2 separate regions of the Oryctolagus cuniculus genome follow, and region 2 is linked to region 1. A link is a contact called in public Micro-C data. All regions are on one chromosome and are shown on one strand. The core of a region is the stretch at or near the end of the contact, and the rest is flanking DNA. Distances in the headings are between cores, read along the strand shown.

Region 1 (3,619 bases), core at 379-2,878:
AGCCTGGAGAGGGAAATCGAACCCAGGAACTGCCATGTGGAGCGCCAGCTCCGATTTTAGAACCACAAAAACCTGGCCAATTTGAACTAAGTTACATTAGGTAAAGTATATGCTCATGCTAGACGAATAGAGCACAGTTAAAACAGAAACTGAAATTAAAAAATAAAAGCTTACGATGGCCCTGAAATTACCCTATAATTTCATAGGTATCTTTAATAAATTGTATCAACTGCCAATTAATGCATTAACATTCCATTCATCTCAAAAAAGGCGTACTTTAATTTCTAATGACTTCCTGCGCCCGCTAAAGAGAAATGTTAACAGTAACGTACGATAGACTAGGAAAAATATTAACAGCCTAAAGCATTAATTCATCTTCAAGGCTGATTAATTGTGCGCCAAATCGAAGAAAAATTAGACTCCACATAAAATTATCATAAACACACAAAAATCTCAAAATGGTTGTAGTGCTCAAACAAAACGCCAGGAAAGCCAACTCCAAAAATGGGAAAACACAGAGATCGAGATTTAAGTTCCTACTTAGCATTTACACCGAAATCCTTAAAACAAAGTATTTCGCCCACTCGACGACCCGATAATTGTTAACTCAGAGTACTACAACAAAAATGGGCTAGGCTAGGTTTTTAATCGGCAAACTTTTGAAAAAAATCTCGTTATTTCAAATGGGTGTTAGGAAGAACGGGCCGGAGAAGGGCCGACTGTTCAGCGAGCAGCTCGGTGCTGGCGCAGGAACCACACGGCCCGGCCTCAAAAGCAGCACGACGCCCCGAGCGGCGAGGCGGTTTGCGCCATTTTCGGCCCGGCCGCCGCCTCCCGCTTCCCTCCAATCCCGCGCTCTCTTCCGCGGCGGCCCAGCGAGGCGGCGGCCATTGCGGGCCAATGCGCCATTTCGTAACGCGGCAGCGGATCAATGTCAATGTGGCCGACGCCCGCCTGCTCACTTGCCCGGATGTGCCTGCTCGTCCCCACCCCTCCCCCCACCGCCTCCTCCCAACCGCTCCCGCCGAAGCCCGCCATGCCGCCCTCGGCCTCGCTCCGGAGGCCGCGCATCCAGCGGGCCGGTTCCCTTCCCAAAAGCCTCCCCCAGCCCCGCCGCCACTCCTAAGGGGTCTCCCTGTGCGGCCGAAAGCGAAGAGGGCGAAGGGCCCTGAAACGGCCTCTGGCGCCCGCTGCCTTCCCCTCCCCCCCCCACCGCTCGTCTCAACGCAGAGCGCGGGACGGCCGCCCTGGTCTACCCGGCCTCCCCGCTCCCACCGAGCCAGGTCCCCCACGCCGGCCACTACCCGTCAACCCCCCACTCTCCCCCTAATACCTCCTCCCCCCGGCGGCGGCGGCGACGGCCGGAGTCGGGCTGGGGGCGACCGGGCGGCGGTTTTACCTCCATTTTGAGACCGGACTCGCCTCTTCCAACTCGAGTTCAATATGGGACCGAGAGGAAGAGGCGGGGCCAGCCGTCACGTGATGCGCTATCCGCGCGCCGCCGGTTTGGCGGGAGGCGGGGCGAGCTGAAAAAGAGGGGCGTGGCCAAGCGGGCGCGAAGAGGGACCCAGCAAGCGGATTGGCCGCCGGAGAACGGAGGCGCGGGAGCGCGCGCGCTTTGCCAACCTCCAATGCAGCACCGCCCTTGCCGCCGTTCGCGCCCAAGCGGCTGTCGTGACGTCAGCGCGGGCTAGGCCAATGGCAAGCGCCCACGACGGGAGAACGCCTCGTGACCGCGCTCGCTGAAGAGAAAGGCCTTTCCCTTTCTTCTCGGGCCTCTCTCCCCCTCCCCCACGCATGCCTCTCGGTCTCGGTCTCCATTTCCGAATTCATTCCATTGCCCAGCGTGAAATAAAAGCACACTTTCTATCGTAATTTACAGTTGCAGGAAAGGCCTGTCGGGTCTCCGGTTTCCGAATGCCAGGGAGCAATGTTTGTGCCTGCGACAGCCATTTCCTAGAGCTGTACTGAACAGCCCTGCGACACAGACATGTATGAATCGTAGGCACTCTGGACAGGCCTCAAGACGCAGCTGAAATACTGAACGTGCGCCCTTAACGCCCTCAGGCAGGACTGGTGAGGTCAGCTCTTCAGTGGTCTCAAGAAACATGTCGGGGTTGTTTTCTAGTGCTCTCCCAGCTGGTGTAGACAGAGCTGAAGCCTTGCTCTAGGGAACAGAATTTAAGGAGCTGAGACTTCCAAAAAAGCACAGTCGCCACGTAGGCCGCATATTCCTGAGGAATTTTTACTTTAACATGATCACCTGTTTCTAATGGTAAAGTATAATGAGCAGGATGACCTAGCCAAGTATTTTTAAATGGTTTACTGAGCTTTAGTCTTACTTTTTCAGATGAACGTGGGCATGGGGTTAGATGATTTTCCAACCCCTGTAGCAGCTATAAATTAATGCTATGAGAATCCATATTGAGGCAAAGTTAGCTGATACAAAGATGACTACAATTAACAAGGCTTTTTTCCCAGGTAGGGGATTCCTTGTATTTTAACTTAGTAGCCTTTGTGACCAGCTTGTTTAGAATCGCTCTGGCTCTCACTTGGGAACTTAGAAATCTAATAATTTATATCCTAAATTGAAGAAAAGCTGATTAAACAGGTGGGAAGTGATGACGCTTGGCATTTACAAAAGGAGAATGCAAAAGAGTAACAATTTGTCGATGATAATTACCTAGTATTGCACAAAGAGGACTGGCATATTTGGAAAACGTGCACCCAGGGGACAAACACCGGTCCCTAGACCATAATGTAACTTGGATGAAATAACCTTCCAGACTAGCCACTCCGTTGCTGTGATGCCATTATCACAAGCAAACTTGCTTAGTCTATTTATGAACTGCTCTTGATAGCCAGAAAAATTTATAGCCTTAGTGCATACCAAGAATTTGTGTATACCCAGAATTTTTTAGTCGGATTACCATGAGATAGTCCTGATACCTTCAATTCTGAGTATGTAAAAAAAAAAACACCAAGATTAATTCAGATTTGTTATTTATTCTGAATATACATGACTTTTAGACATTAGCTGTTGTGTATGTTCTTGTCTAAGTTTACCCTCAACAGCTTTGATGTTGCCTGGTAGAGCAAAGGCTTGAACTTCGGATGTTGTCAGCGTGTAGAGCCCTCTCTTCCGCATGCTCACCCTCTCTAAATTTGTATTTATTTATTTATTTTCATTTTCTAGGCAGAGAGACAAAGGGAGATCTCCCCAAATGCCCACAGCAGCCAGGGTTGGGCCAGCCTGAACCCAGGATCCCTGAACTCCATCCAGGTCTCCCAAGTGGTATGCAAGGACCTAAGCCTGCTTCCTCCCAGGGAGTGCATTAGCAAGGAGCTGGATCAGAAGCTGAGGGGCTGATACTCAAATTAGAAGCTCTGATATGGGATGCAGGTAACTTAACTGCTGGGCATACCCAACATCTGCCCCATTGACTCACTGAAATGAGAGAAAAGAGTGCGCTGGCTGAGAAGGGAGTAAGAGTCCTAGGGTGGGATGGGTGTCACACAGACTTTGTGATCTATATTAGGGTATCTCAAGTGCTTTCACTTCATGACTGAGAGACAGCTAATATGTGGCACACTGGAGTAAACCACAAAATATTTGTTG
Region 2 (3,619 bases), core at 795-3,294, 43 kb after region 1:
TAGGTCTTTACCAGGACACCAAGAAACTTGAAGACACATTCTACTGATGGCCAAAGAAAACTGTGAAAAGACTCGTATTACTCATTAGAAAGCATTAACTTGGGGGGCGGCGCTGTGGCCTGGAGCACCGGCATCCCATCTGGGTGCTGGTTCGAGATCCGGCTGCTCCACTTCCAATCCAGCTCTCTGCTATGGCCTGGGAAAGCAGTAGAAGATGGCCCAAGTCCTTGGGCCCCTGCACCCACGTGGGAGACCAGGAGGAGGTGCTTGGCTCCCGATCTGCCCAGCTCCGGCCGTTGCGGCCATTGGGGGAGTAAACCAACCAAAGGAAGACCTTTCTCTCTGTCTCTCTCACTGTCTGTAACTAACTCTAACTCTCAAATAAAATAAAATCTTTAAAAAAATTATTTAAGTTATACAAATTTCATATATACAGATTTAGGAACATGGTGATACTTCCCACCCTACCCTCCCTCCCACCAACACTCCAACCCTTCTTCCTCCCTCTCCCACTCCCACTCTTAATTTTTACAAACACCTATTTTCAGTTTATTTAATGATCATCTAGTTAACACTAAGTAAAAGAGTTCAACAAACAGTCTGAAGAAGAAAACCACTGTTCCTCAACAGCAGAGACGTGGGCTGTACACAGTCATCGAATCTCAACATGTCTGTTTCACTCAGCATTACCTCTTAGCTGCCTAGAAATACATTAACCACCATTCAGTTTCTTTCTTTTCTTTAAGATTTATTTATTTATTTTGAAAGGCAGAATTACAGAGAGATCGTTGACCTGCTGGTTCACTCCCCACATGACTGCAGTCGCCAGGGCTAGGGCAGGAGCCAGGCGCTTCATCTGGGTTTCCTACGTGGGCGGCAGGGGCCCAGACATTTGGGCCACCTTCTGCTGCTTTTCCCAGACCCTTAGCAGGGAGCTGGATTGGAGCAGCTGGGACACGAACCTAAAGCTTTACCCACTGCACCTCAACGCTGGCTCCTAACTACTCAGTTTCTCAGAGTTCTCATCTGTAAAACGAGAAGAAAAATAACACCAGTTGCACAGAGCTACTGTTGATGGCTGCATGTTGGTGGCACTGAGAATAGTGCCTGGTGGTGTGCACGTGGGCTTTTCCAGCTTCTGACGGAGCCCACGATCCTAGTCTTGGGTTTCCTATGAACCGAATCCTGCAGCTCTTTGGCTCCTGGAGAAGATGGATTTTTCCATTCGCCAGATTGGCTTCCCCAGCCACCCGAGCGCACGTCACCAGCATATCCTGGGCGCCGGTTTCTGAAAGCCCTTTCTGTCCGCTCCTGCCTTTGCTCCTAGCTGGAGCCTCTCTCCTCTAAATGAACACATTCTCCATCCTCTCCCCAGGGCCTCAAATTTCTCTAGCAAGTCTATCCCTGCACAAGCCCCTCCCCTCAAGTCCTCATGTCCCTGCTTCCCTTCCTGGAGCCGCCCAGGCAGAGGGCGCCATCAGAGTAGTCTGCTTGGGCGATGTATTTAAATATCGCCCGGACTGAGAATAGAGCACGCAGCCTCCCGCCCTCACAGAAACAACACAAGACACAAACAACCAGCAACCGAGGCCAGTCCGTGGCTCCGGGATGGCAGAGCAAGGTGCCCGGCACTCAGCAGGGGCGCCACGAATGCGTGTGGCGTGGGTGGGCTGGCTCAGCGCTCCGCGGCCGCGATCTCAGGAGGACAGCGCCACCTAGGCCACAGTCCTAGATCCGGTGGGCCGGTTGCCTCCCTTTTCTTCTTTTGTTTGCTTAACTCCGTCTGCGTGAGCTGTGGATTCCCAGCATAATGTACAATACTAAACAACAGGAAACAAAGCGAGGCAACCGGAGGGGCTACAGAGAGCTATGAAAAGAAGGGAGAAAAACCCGGAGGTGGTGATTTGCTAATGAGAAAAGAAATCCATTTTTAAAAGGGAGCAAGAAGTGGGAAAGCTGGGCTCCCCAGTCCAGCCCTGCCTTGGTCCCGCTGAGGATCATTGCCATCTGTGATTGTCATGGTCCCAGCAGGCAGCGTCCTCTCGCTGCGCTTGGCCCGTCACGTGGTGAGGCAGCCGGTGCAGACTTCCTGGCTTGCTCAGGCAGAAACGCGAGCTGGGGGGTGACTAGCTTCTGGCTTTCTCTCCCGACTCCTCCCAAGCAAAAGGCCCACATCCTTGTGTCAAAGTCTGGGGGAGGTAAAGGCTTGTAAGGCTCTGTGCTTCGGTACAAATCCCTCATTCAGCCAGGCTGAGGATCAAATTGAGTGTAACTTTTGCTCAGAATCAGTGAAGGAAAGGGAGGGAGATGAGAGAATTTGAGAGGAGAGAGGAGAGGAGTGGAGTGAATAAGATAAGGTCTGTTCTTTTTGGTAATGTTGAGAGTAAATTTTAAAGAGTTAATTATTAAAAAAAAACACAAGATCTTCCTCTTTTTTATTTTTTATTTATTTATCTGACAGGTAGAGTTACAGTGAGAGAGAGTCAGAGAGAATGGTCTTCCATCCAATGGTTCACCCCCCAAATGGCTGCAACTGCTGGAGCTATGCCGATCTGAAGCCAGGAGCCAGGTGCTTCTCCTGGTCTCCCATGGGGTGCAGGGCCCAAGTACCTGGGCCACCCTCCATTGCCTTCCCGGGCCACAGCAGAGAACTGGACTGGAAGAGGAGCAACCAGGACTAGAACCCAGCACCCACATGGGATGCCGGCGCCGCAGGTGGAGGATTAACCTAGTGGGACACAGTGCTGGCCCCTAAAGAATTAATTCTTAAGACTAACTTATAATTCTGAATTTGAGGGGAAATGTGTTTAAGCTATTTTAGGCATGTCACAAGATGAAGGCCAAAAGGTTGTTTGAATGGGTTAAAAAGTTGGTTTTTTTGAATTTTTATAATTTTGGTTATTTTCTTAAAAATTTTTATTTATGTATTTTCATTTTGTTTGAAAGACAGAGGGAGATAGAGAGAAGAGAGACAGACTGAGAGAGGTCTTCCATCCAGATTCACTCCCCACACGGCTGCAACAGCCCCCACTGGGCCTGGCCAAAGCCATGAGCTTAGAATTTATTGGAGGTGTCCGTGTGGGTGGCAGGGACCCAGTACTTAGCCATGATCTCCTGCCTCCCGGGGTGTGCATTAGCAGAAGCTGAATTGGAAGTGGTAGAGCAAGGCCTCACACCAGGCACTCCATATAGCCATATGGATGCAGGCATCCCAAGCAGTGTGCTAACCACTGTACCAAAATCCCATCACTGTGTATTTTAAAAATTATTATTAAATTTTATTTACTTATTTTTGCTTTGTATTTGAAAGACTGATAGACACACACACACACACACACACACTCACACAGAGGAAGAGAGAGTGTGCTTTGCAACAGCTGGGGCTAAGCCAGGCCAAATCCAGGAGCCAAGAACTCAATCTGGATCTCCCACATGGGTGGCAGGGACCCAAGTACTTGAGTCGTCATTGCTGCCTCCCAGGAAGCTGGAATGGGGAGCAGAGCCAGGATTCAAACCCAGGCACTCTGATATGGGATGCCAGCATCCCAGGTGGCATTTTAACTGCTGTGCCAAATGCTTACCCCTTACTATGAGTTTTCAAACGGTGCCCCCTTGGAGT

What was found. A called contact is a pair of places that touch in the nucleus more often than the background predicts.
Region 2: a Micro-C map of ear pinna shows a contact between it and region 1, with 3 times the contacts expected there. The contact joins the enhancer-like site here to the promoter of HNRNPA3 in region 1. A contact is called at or near these places in 6 of 6 Hi-C or Micro-C datasets (ear pinna, embryonic fibroblasts, liver and 3 more).

The regions. Positions count from the first base shown.
Region 1 is chr3:63,918,992-63,922,610 of mOryCun1.1, forward strand. HNRNPA3 (heterogeneous nuclear ribonucleoprotein A3) reads right to left here and starts at 1,629. Exons shown (of 11, transcript XM_070070646.1): 1 at 1,400-1,629. The coding sequence starts at 1,405. It overlaps LOC138848973 (a long non-coding RNA gene), which reads left to right and starts at 1,945. Exons shown (of 2, transcript XR_011387231.1): 1 at 1,945-2,081; 2 at 3,197-3,408.
Region 2 is chr3:63,961,802-63,965,420 of mOryCun1.1, forward strand. No RefSeq gene overlaps it. Among named protein-coding and RNA genes, the nearest start is that of HNRNPA3, 43 kb to the left of the region's middle. Within about 2 kb of position 2,045, at least 8 of the 8 cell types and tissues checked have an H3K27ac peak or open chromatin away from gene starts, as enhancers often do. A contact at or near this core is called in ear pinna, where this site is marked.